2 separate regions of the Sus scrofa genome follow, and region 2 is linked to region 1. Evidence: chromatin contacts called from public Hi-C data. All regions are on one chromosome and are shown on one strand. Each heading gives the region's core, a stretch centred on a gene start, on an enhancer-like site or on the middle of the called end of the contact. The rest is flanking DNA. Distances are from core to core; before and after follow the strand shown. Region 1 has its middle 57 kb from the start of TMX1. Region 2 overlaps LOC106509105 (a long non-coding RNA gene).

Region 1 (4,433 bases), core at 1,143-3,642:
TCGGAGGTGCACAAGCTCATGGGAGCCCATCTGTGGACCTCTAACACTGAGCCCCAGATTTAGAATTATTATAAACATGATGGAGGATTAAGAAATGGAAATGTCTAGGCTTTTTTATCAACACATGAGGAACGTTAAGATGGGGATGGGCTGGGATGGATAAGGAAACAAGTTTTCTGTATTGTTCTTATTCACGGTCTGTTTGTTAAGAGAAATTTGGCAGAAATGTGGCTATATGCAGTAATTAATTTTCTGGTGCTTTTATTAATCTGAAGTGATTTTGTCATATTAAATACATTAAAATTTTATTATATAGAATTTAATATGTTTATAAATAATCAAGCTTAATAAATTTAAAAGTATAATCTTCAAGACAATTAAATATTTACTAGCAAAATTGACTTTAGAATGTTTTATGTTTGTGGTGGGGTATGAAACACTGTTGAAGAATTTAGGTTTAATCTTTACTATTTTATAAGAAGTACCCCCAGAACTGCAAACATTTCTTTAAACAAAAAACCATACTTACAAAAAAAAAAAAAAAAGTCCTTTGTCCATCTCAAGTTCATGTGTCTAAGAGAAGGGTGGGGGGGATACTTGAAATTTGTTCTGCCTCCTGTTTGTTAGTCATTTGGGTATCATCTGCATAAAGACGGTCCTGCTCCCACAGGACCAGGGCAACTGCCTGCCAACTGTGTGCCAAATCTCATAAGAGTAAGCCCACCAGCAAGAGGCACTGAGTCCGTCTTTCTTTTCCTCTTTTTTTTTTTGGCCAGGTGTAGCAGCTTAATGTGGGATCTCAGTTCCCAGACCAGGGATTGACCCTGGGCTGCAGCAGTGAAAGCACTGAGTCCTAACCACTAGACCACCAGGGAACTCCTTCTCTCTTCCTTCTCTGTAAAATGAGAGTGGTTCCCTGAAATGCAATAAGCCTGCATTTGTACTATTTTCAAATGATTCTAAAACACACCTTTCTTTAAGTACTAAGGAAAAACACAGTCCATTCAACTAGGATACAATTCCCTAACCACAGGCTCCACGGTCATGCAAGCCTCTCCTTGCTTTGACGTCTCTTTCATTCAGGAAGAATTGGCATTTTCTCCTGTCACTCAGCTGGGCTTGTGATGGCAACCCTATCGTGGAGCTTAGTAGAACTTGCTTCTACTTTAGGGATGGCTCTTCCTCTCTTAGCTTCTAGAAAGCACTCTGTTGTTGCTTTGCAAAACATATGAATTTGTGTTCATTCCCCCAACCATGTATATCTGCTCCACCAATATCAAAGCCCTGTTGCTCTGTTTCCACACCATTTTGCACACAATAAATTTTTCATTTCAGTGCCAAGTAATAGTGTAATCTTTCTGAGGGTCTTTCAAATAGGAACTCACCCCAACAGCTGCACTAAATTCAGTGCATTTAATTCAACCGAAGTGATGGCAATATGAACAACTATGTCCAGGTTTGAAGCACTATTTACAATGGCATCTCTGCTGAGCATAGCTGACACTCCCAAGTAAACCCCAGAGATGCTGGAACGTAGAAAATGTGCATTCCAGAATCAATGAAATATGGTGCCCATTTCCTACCACAGTCCCCCCATTTTAACGTCCCTAGTAGACTAGGAGTCATAACTAAGAGGAAAATAATCCCAGCTAAGATGAAGGTAGTGGTTAAAAAAATTAATATAGTCTTTTCACTGTTCTGACTCATTGCACTCTTCTGATTCATTTCCATTGTTCTGTCTTGAAGTGAGGGACTCAAAGCTACCTTTCTTCCCTCATCACCTACACTATGCCTGGTCAATTTGTAATGATCGTAATAACAGTATCTCACTACATCTCTTGTTCCTACCTCAATTTGTCTCTTTTTCCCCCCCTCTAATAACCTGGAAGTGAGAGTACCTGACTCCTATGTCATCCATCAGTGCTGGTACCATGACTTCTAGTTTATAAAAAAATTCCTTCCTCTTATTTTTATTATGCTTCTCCATAAAAATGTCATTAAGTAATAGACACAGGAAGAGACTATGATTTTCCAAATGATGAAAGTAGGGTACAAAACACAAAAGCATGGAGTGCTGGTGGGGGAACCTGCCCTCAGGCTTCCACATTAGTTCTTGTGTCCTCTGATGTCAGGATTCCTGTAAGAGGAAACTCCAGACTCCAGAAATAGAAGAAGCTGTTAATGAGATCCTGGAAAATGTCTCTCATGTTCAGGGTGAAAAGGATTTATTGTGGATTCCTTAGAAGTTAGAAGTCTACTTTTTACTTTTACCTGTTCAATTTAGTAAATACTCATTAAAAGACTATGCAAAAATCACATCGGGCAGGATGCTGTTGGAGCTTCAAGGATGAAAGTCATGGTCCTGCCCTCCAGTGACTCATAATTGAGAGCTGTTCTCAATTTGGAGATGGGGAGAGAGGCAGGGAGGGGACACTGACCCTTTTGTGAATCAGATGACATTTACAGGCTCCGGAAAACTTTCCATGCACACACATGGTTTTACAAATAATTTCTTGGGGTTTACAGAGCTCCTGGGCATTGGAGAAGTCACTCGTGTGTATGACTAACATCTAGCCACAAAACCCACATAGATGAACTTTTTCTCACGGTTACCCCTATCCAAATACAAAGACACCAAGCCAGGCAAACAGTTTCAGAAGAAAGCAAGAGCCTGCCGTTTTTGCCCAGGTTTTCTTGATTAACAGCTGCTCCAGAAATGCCTTATTCATCTCCCTCAGACTTGGTGTTTTGAGGCCTTCTTTCCTGGCAGGGATTGCCTGTATTCTCCAGAATGTGGAGACAGCCAGAGCCACAGGGAAGCTGAGACTCTCCTCAGTGGACTTGCCCACAACACCTCCTACCCCCAGGCACCCCCACTCCTTTCCAGCCCCTGGGAGACCTGCTGAAGCCTCTTTTTACCATACGACCCGAGCAGAAAGGAGGGCTCCTCTTGAAGAGGCTGGGGAACCCCACCCTGTAGGGAAATCTCTGGCCAGGGCTATGGCTGCAAGAGGTTTCTGGCCTTTGCTGAGTTGGCTTGTGTTTGGGGATTTTCCAGTCATTTACTGCTCTGGAAAAGCAACCAGATTGTTCATTTTAAGTCCGGATGTTGAAGTGTCACTGAATCGCTGGGGACTGACGTCTGGGATCAGAGCCTTGTCTTGACAGGAGCCAGAGCCTCCGTATCACTTAAGGACACAGACACTCCGGCTTCTTCCCCACATTTACTTGTGAATATAAATATGAGATTTCTATTATGTTCTCCACACCCTCTCTTAAGAAAGGGGACAGATTTCCTGTCCTGGCTTTTCATCCTGACCTTCAGGGTTAGAGCCACAAAGTGTCAGTCAAAACCCTGACACTATAATCATTTTCTAATGCTTATCATCCTTCTACTCTGGATGCTGGTGCCTCAAGGGAAACCACAGAGGAAGTTTCATTCGGAATATTACTGGTACTACTAGTACTAATAGTAACAAGACACAGCACTTTTTGGTTTAAAAGGGGCTTTCACCTTTACTGTTATTTTAGCAATATCCCTCTAAGATAATGTATCAGTAGGGATCGCAGCAGGAATCAAGGGCACATTTAAGGAATTGAAGTGAAAATTATTTAAAGAAGGAACTATTTACAGAAATATGTCATAGTCCGATTAGGAAAATAGAAACTATGCCAATTATTTTAATAACAAGAATTTGCTTAAAAGAATCAGAGGTCTTTACATGAAGTATCTAAGATGGTCAAATTCATAGGGACAGAAAGTGGAAAGGTGGTTGCGGAGTGGTTATTTTATGGGTACAGAGTTTCAGTTTTGCAAGGTCAGGAAGTTCTAGAGTTCTGTTTCACAACAATGAGAGTGTACCTAACACCACTGAACTCGACAAGTACAAATGTTTAATACAGTTTATGTTATGTGTTTGTTGTTGTTTGGGGTTCTTTTTACCACAATAAAAAGAAAAAAGGGCTGGAGATCTGAATATGTGAAAGGGCTCAGTGAGGTAACACAGAAGAGTAACTAAAAAAGGAGAGAGCTCTCCTGGGACCAGGGAACCAAGGAAAGAGCTTGGGGCTCTTAAACAGCCCTTCCTTGAGAGTGGGGTCAATAGCCTGGATCCTGCTGCCTGGCAGGTAGGCTTTTGTGAGGAATTGAACAGGAAGAGCAGCTTGGGGAAGGCTCTCTCTCTCTCTCTCTCCCTCTCCCTCTCTCCCTCTCCCTCTCCCTCTCTCTCTCTCTCTCTCTCTCACACACACACACACACACACACCACCCCCGCACCCCCAGGCCCTGTCGCATCTCGCATGTGCAGAACTAGCAGGGAACTGCAGCAAAGAAGGTTGTATCTTGGAAACTCCCAGCCCAGCACAAAAAGGCGGGGTGTGGAGTGGGTAGAGGCTGAGCAGTTTTAGCATAATAATCGTGTTTCACAAATGGT
Region 2 (4,433 bases), core at 1,376-3,875, 440 kb before region 1:
GGGGGTAGAGATGGTTCCCAAAGAGCAGGAGGAGATAGGCCTAGGTGGGTGGAGGGGTGGGTATGGGATGAGGAAAGACCCTCTTCTAGGAGAGCACTGCATAGTGGGTGGGAGTGAGGAACAGTAAAATGCAGGCAACCACATCAGGAACTTCTGTTGTGCTAGAGATGAAACACAGGGATACACAGCCCCTGCAAAAGGCAGTCAGTTGCTAGATATAGGAGCCTGTGTGCAAAGTAAAAGGCTGGGGTTCTGCCTCTGAGTAATGGGCTGGACCATTACAGAATTTGATGAAGTTTCTTCTTTTAAAGAGATTTTTCTACACCTAAGGTGGAGGACAGATTTAGGAAGGATTTCCCTGTATGTAGTTGGGATGCTGTTGCAGTAATTCAAGCAAGAGATGATGGTGGCCTAACCAAGACAGTGGTAAAAGTTTAGAGATGAGCCTGTAGGCCCATTCAAGAGGACCCCATTAAGCCACTGAATGTGTGGGATCAAGGGTGACCCCTATGTTTCCTGTATACAGGAGGAAAAGCTGATTTAGAAGACAGGTGATGAAATTGGTTTCATGCATGTCAAGTCTGAGATGCTCAGAGGACATGTGGGAGAGATGACCGTAGGCAGGGGAGAGATACAGCCAAAGCTTGAGGGCCTAGTGATACTGATTTGGGAGACAGCAACAAGATCGTGCAGTTAAAACAAGGAGAAGAATTTCCCAACATGCGTCAGTGGTTAACGAACCCGACTAGGATCCAGGAGGATGCAGGTTCAATCCCTGGCCTTGCTCAGTGGGTTAAGGATCTGGCATTGCCATGAGCTGTGGCATAGGTCACAGACATGGCTCAGATCCTGTAGCTCCTGTTCAACCCCTAGCCTGGGAACTTCCATGTGCCGCAGGTACAGTCCTAAAAAGCAAAAAAAAAAAAAAAAAAAAAAAAAGAAGAAGAAGGAAAGAAAACAAAACAAACAAAAAAACCCCCAGGAGAACAGAGGAGGTTGTTCTGGAATAGAATGAGAAAAAGAAAAGCAGTGGGTCAGTGTCAATCCCTTAACATCAGTGTTAGGGCTAAGTAGAAGACGAGAAGCTATTGAAAAGAAGTCCACAAAGGAGATGGGGGAGTGGTCAGAGAGGTTTAAGTAAAAGCAGGGGAGTGCATTGCCATAGCCACCGGATGATTAGAGTCCGAGGAGGAAGGATTCAGTGGTTTCAAAGGCAGCAGAAAAGCCTGCAAGCTAAAAACTGAAAACTCTCCTTAGCAAAGGGGAGGTTGCAGAAGTCAGATGGCAGTGGACTGGAGTGAGTGGAAGTTGAGGCTGTGGAGATGGTGAGGGCAGATTACCTTCAGGATGGCACTGGGTGAGATGAGGAAAAGAGAGATGGGATGGTGGCCTGTAGCTGGGGATCCAGCAGGGCTCAACTGGATGTAGGGTCAAGGATGCTTTGGGACCTTGTTTGCTAAGTACATGTACTTTTCAAAAAACACTTAATTTTACAGATTTAAAGTAAGTTGCAAAAGCAGTACAGAGAGGTCTCATGTATTCACCATCCAGCTTCCCCCAAGAGTAGCATCATATATTGCTAGAGTATGTATTTTCAAACCAGGAAATCGTCATCCATACAACCTACAGATATTATTCAAGTTTTAGCAGTTTTTACATGCACGCATATGTATATGTGTATGAATAGTTCTATACAACTTTATCGTCTGCATAAATTTGTGTAACCACCACCACAATCACACACACAACTGTTCCCTCACCACAAAGAGCTCCTGCATATGGCCCCAACCGCTGGTGACCACGCATTTGTTCACCATCTCTGTAATTTTGCGATTTGGAAAGTATTACATAAATGGTCCTATATACCATATGTACTATATAACATTTCAAGATAGGGTTTTTTTTTTTTTTTCACTCAGCTCTCTTCACAACATCAACATGGTTGCAAGTATCAAGAGCTTGTTTCTTTTTACTACTGAGTAGTATTCCATTATACAGATATACCACCATTAGTTTGGCCATTCACCCCCTCAAAGACATGTGGGTTGTTTCTAGTTTGGAGCTGTTAGAAATAAAGCTGTGACGAAGATCATGTAGACGTTTTTGTGGCCTAAGTTTCCATTTCTCTGGCATCCATGCTTAGGAATGCAATTGCTGTATGATCTGGTACGTGTATATTTAATTCGTTTTATGAGAAAGTACCAAACTACTTTCCCCAAGACTGCACGATTTGGCATTCCCAACAGCAATTTAGGAGAGATTCAATTTTCACCAGCATTTGGTATTGTCACTATGTTTTATTTTAGCTGTTCTAATAGGTATGTGATATAGGAAGCTTTGGATATGTTTTGTCTGTGGGTTTGTTTGGTGAAGGAGAGCCTTCAGCACATTCACGGGCTGAGGGGAAGGAACGCGCAGAAGGGATGAACTGAGGGTGCAGGAAGAGGAGGAGAATGGACAGGTCCTAACAACGGGAAGGGAGGGGTGAAGTGACGATTGAGCTTTGACAGCCATGGGCCTTATCCTCAGAGACAGGAGGAAAGGATGTGAGAGCACAGAACAAGATTAGAGGGGGAGGCCCTGGAGGATGTTGTCGCCTAGTGGGTGACAGTGAGCTCTGGAGTCAGGCTCATGCTGGGTCGGCTCCCCCACTTCCCAGCTATTTGATCTTGGATACAATATCTGTTCTCCCTAAGGGGTCAGTTTCCTCATTTATACAAAGGGGAAAGTAGTAAATAATGTTAGGATTATGGTGAGAATGAAGTAAACTTCTATGGGTTTGGCAAACAAGAGAGATGATGATAATCACACAGCAAATCAAAGAGCTAAACATGCCACATAAATTCAGAGTCCAGGAGTTCCTGTTGTGGCTCAGCAGGAATGAACCCAACTAGTATCCATGAGGATGTGGGTTTGATCCCTGGCCTTGCTCAGTGGTTAAGGATCTGGCATTGCTGTGGCTGTGGTGTAGGTCAGTGACTGCAGCTCCCATTTGACCCCTAGCCTGGGAACTTCCATATGCTGTGGGTGGGGCTCTAAAATGCCAAAAAAAAAAAAAAAAAAAAAAAAAAAAAATCAGAGTCCAAATAGTGTGATAGTTGTTGGCTCCTATGACTTTCCACAGCCTCCCGAAAGACTAAGAACTTGAAGGGAGGAGTCAGAGGCCTTATTTTTATTTATTTTGACTTCCTAGCATTCAGCTCAAAGCCTTCCTTACAGAGAGCTCTCAGACAAGTGTGCAAACACCTGAAGAGTCAACCCTGAACCAACTCAGGTCCTGCCTCTCAGGCAGAGCTTCCCTTCCACTGACTCTGGGTTGAACTTTCCCCTCTCTGAATTTGCTACCTTCTTTACAATAACTCAGCTTTTTTTTTTTTTTTTTTTTTTTGCAGTCACTGATTTGAGCTCTGTATTTCAGTTCTGGAAATGCAAACACACACTCTTATTCATCATTCAAGTCTGATAATCTCTTTCTGTTGTTACAAATGCCTAAGAATTAAAAAGGAGAGGGAGAGGGTGGTATATTACTGGAGAGACTTCTTTAAATTACCTGTTTTCATGACCACCTGCATCCTGGGAGAGGCTGAGCTTCAGCAAGTTGACAGGTTCCATGTCCTGGTGCTAAATGAGCCTCCCTTTACCAGGTGGGCAGAGGGAGGACTGCTGCCACGGTGAGGCCGGCTCACGGGCTCACTCACTCCTCTGTGGGTTCAGGTGCGCCAGCCGGGTGAGAGGCAGAGTGGACCTGGGCTGATGAGGAAAAGGCAGCGGCATTAGGGAGACTGTGGGTACACCTGTGACCTGTTTTTAGTTTGCGAATTCTGGCCACATCTCCAGCCTTAAAAAAACAAAACAAAAAACAAAACTCCTTGTCCTGCTCTCTTCCCTCAGATGAGATGCAGAAATGTAGCTAAAATGCAACCTAGAGATGTTTGGGGAGGGGCATTGACAGGATGAGTCAACAATGGAGGTCAAACAAGGAATTTGGAAAATCCATAACATACGAATATCTTCCTCCTCAAATCATCCTAGTTTTGGCAATAGAGCCTTTGGTTGCTGAGGTGGAGTTTGTTACAACATTTCCTGGCATCCCAAATAGCCAAAGGTTCTGGGTCCTTTGTACTAAACCACTCACTCTGACCACCAGGGGTCAGGCTGCAGCCAAGAACAGGAGGCGGACGCTCCGGAGCCCAGCTCTGTTTTCTGCCCCCAGGCCCTGCCTTGCTGACGAGACCTCACTCCAGACCCGAGCGCCTCCAGCAGTGGCTTGTGGGATTCCTTTCTCATTTGTAATAGAAGCTGCTTGGAGTTGAGTTAATTCCCTTTGTGAATCATATACTTCCTTCATTTTCATTTGTTAAGTTTAAGAACCACTCACATAAGAATCGTGTTTGGGGGGTGGGGAGCTTATTAAAAAGCAGATTCTGGGCACT

Evidence for each region. A called contact is a pair of places that touch in the nucleus more often than the background predicts.
Region 2: a contact with region 1 is called in a Hi-C map of retroperitoneal adipose tissue, with 2.9 times the contacts expected there. The contact joins two enhancer-like sites. A contact is called at or near these places in 2 of 5 promoter capture datasets (fetal skeletal muscle and liver), 25 of 47 Hi-C or Micro-C datasets (adipose tissue, alveolar macrophages, brain and 14 more) and 2 of 2 datasets of contacts at active chromatin or transcription factors (alveolar macrophages and skeletal muscle).

The regions. Positions count from the first base shown.
Region 1 is chr1:180,988,795-180,993,227 of Sscrofa11.1, reverse strand. No RefSeq gene overlaps it. Among named protein-coding and RNA genes, the nearest start is that of TMX1, 57 kb to the right of the region's middle. Within about 2 kb of position 2,392, at least 22 of the 83 cell types and tissues checked have an H3K27ac peak or open chromatin away from gene starts, as enhancers often do. A contact at or near this core is called in retroperitoneal adipose tissue, where this site is marked.
Region 2 is chr1:181,428,398-181,432,830 of Sscrofa11.1, reverse strand. All of the region lies in intron 1 of LOC106509105 (a long non-coding RNA gene), which reads left to right. Among named protein-coding and RNA genes, the nearest start is that of GNG2, 55 kb to the left of the region's middle. Within about 2 kb of position 2,625, at least 4 of the 83 cell types and tissues checked have an H3K27ac peak or open chromatin away from gene starts, as enhancers often do. A contact at or near this core is called in retroperitoneal adipose tissue, where this site is marked.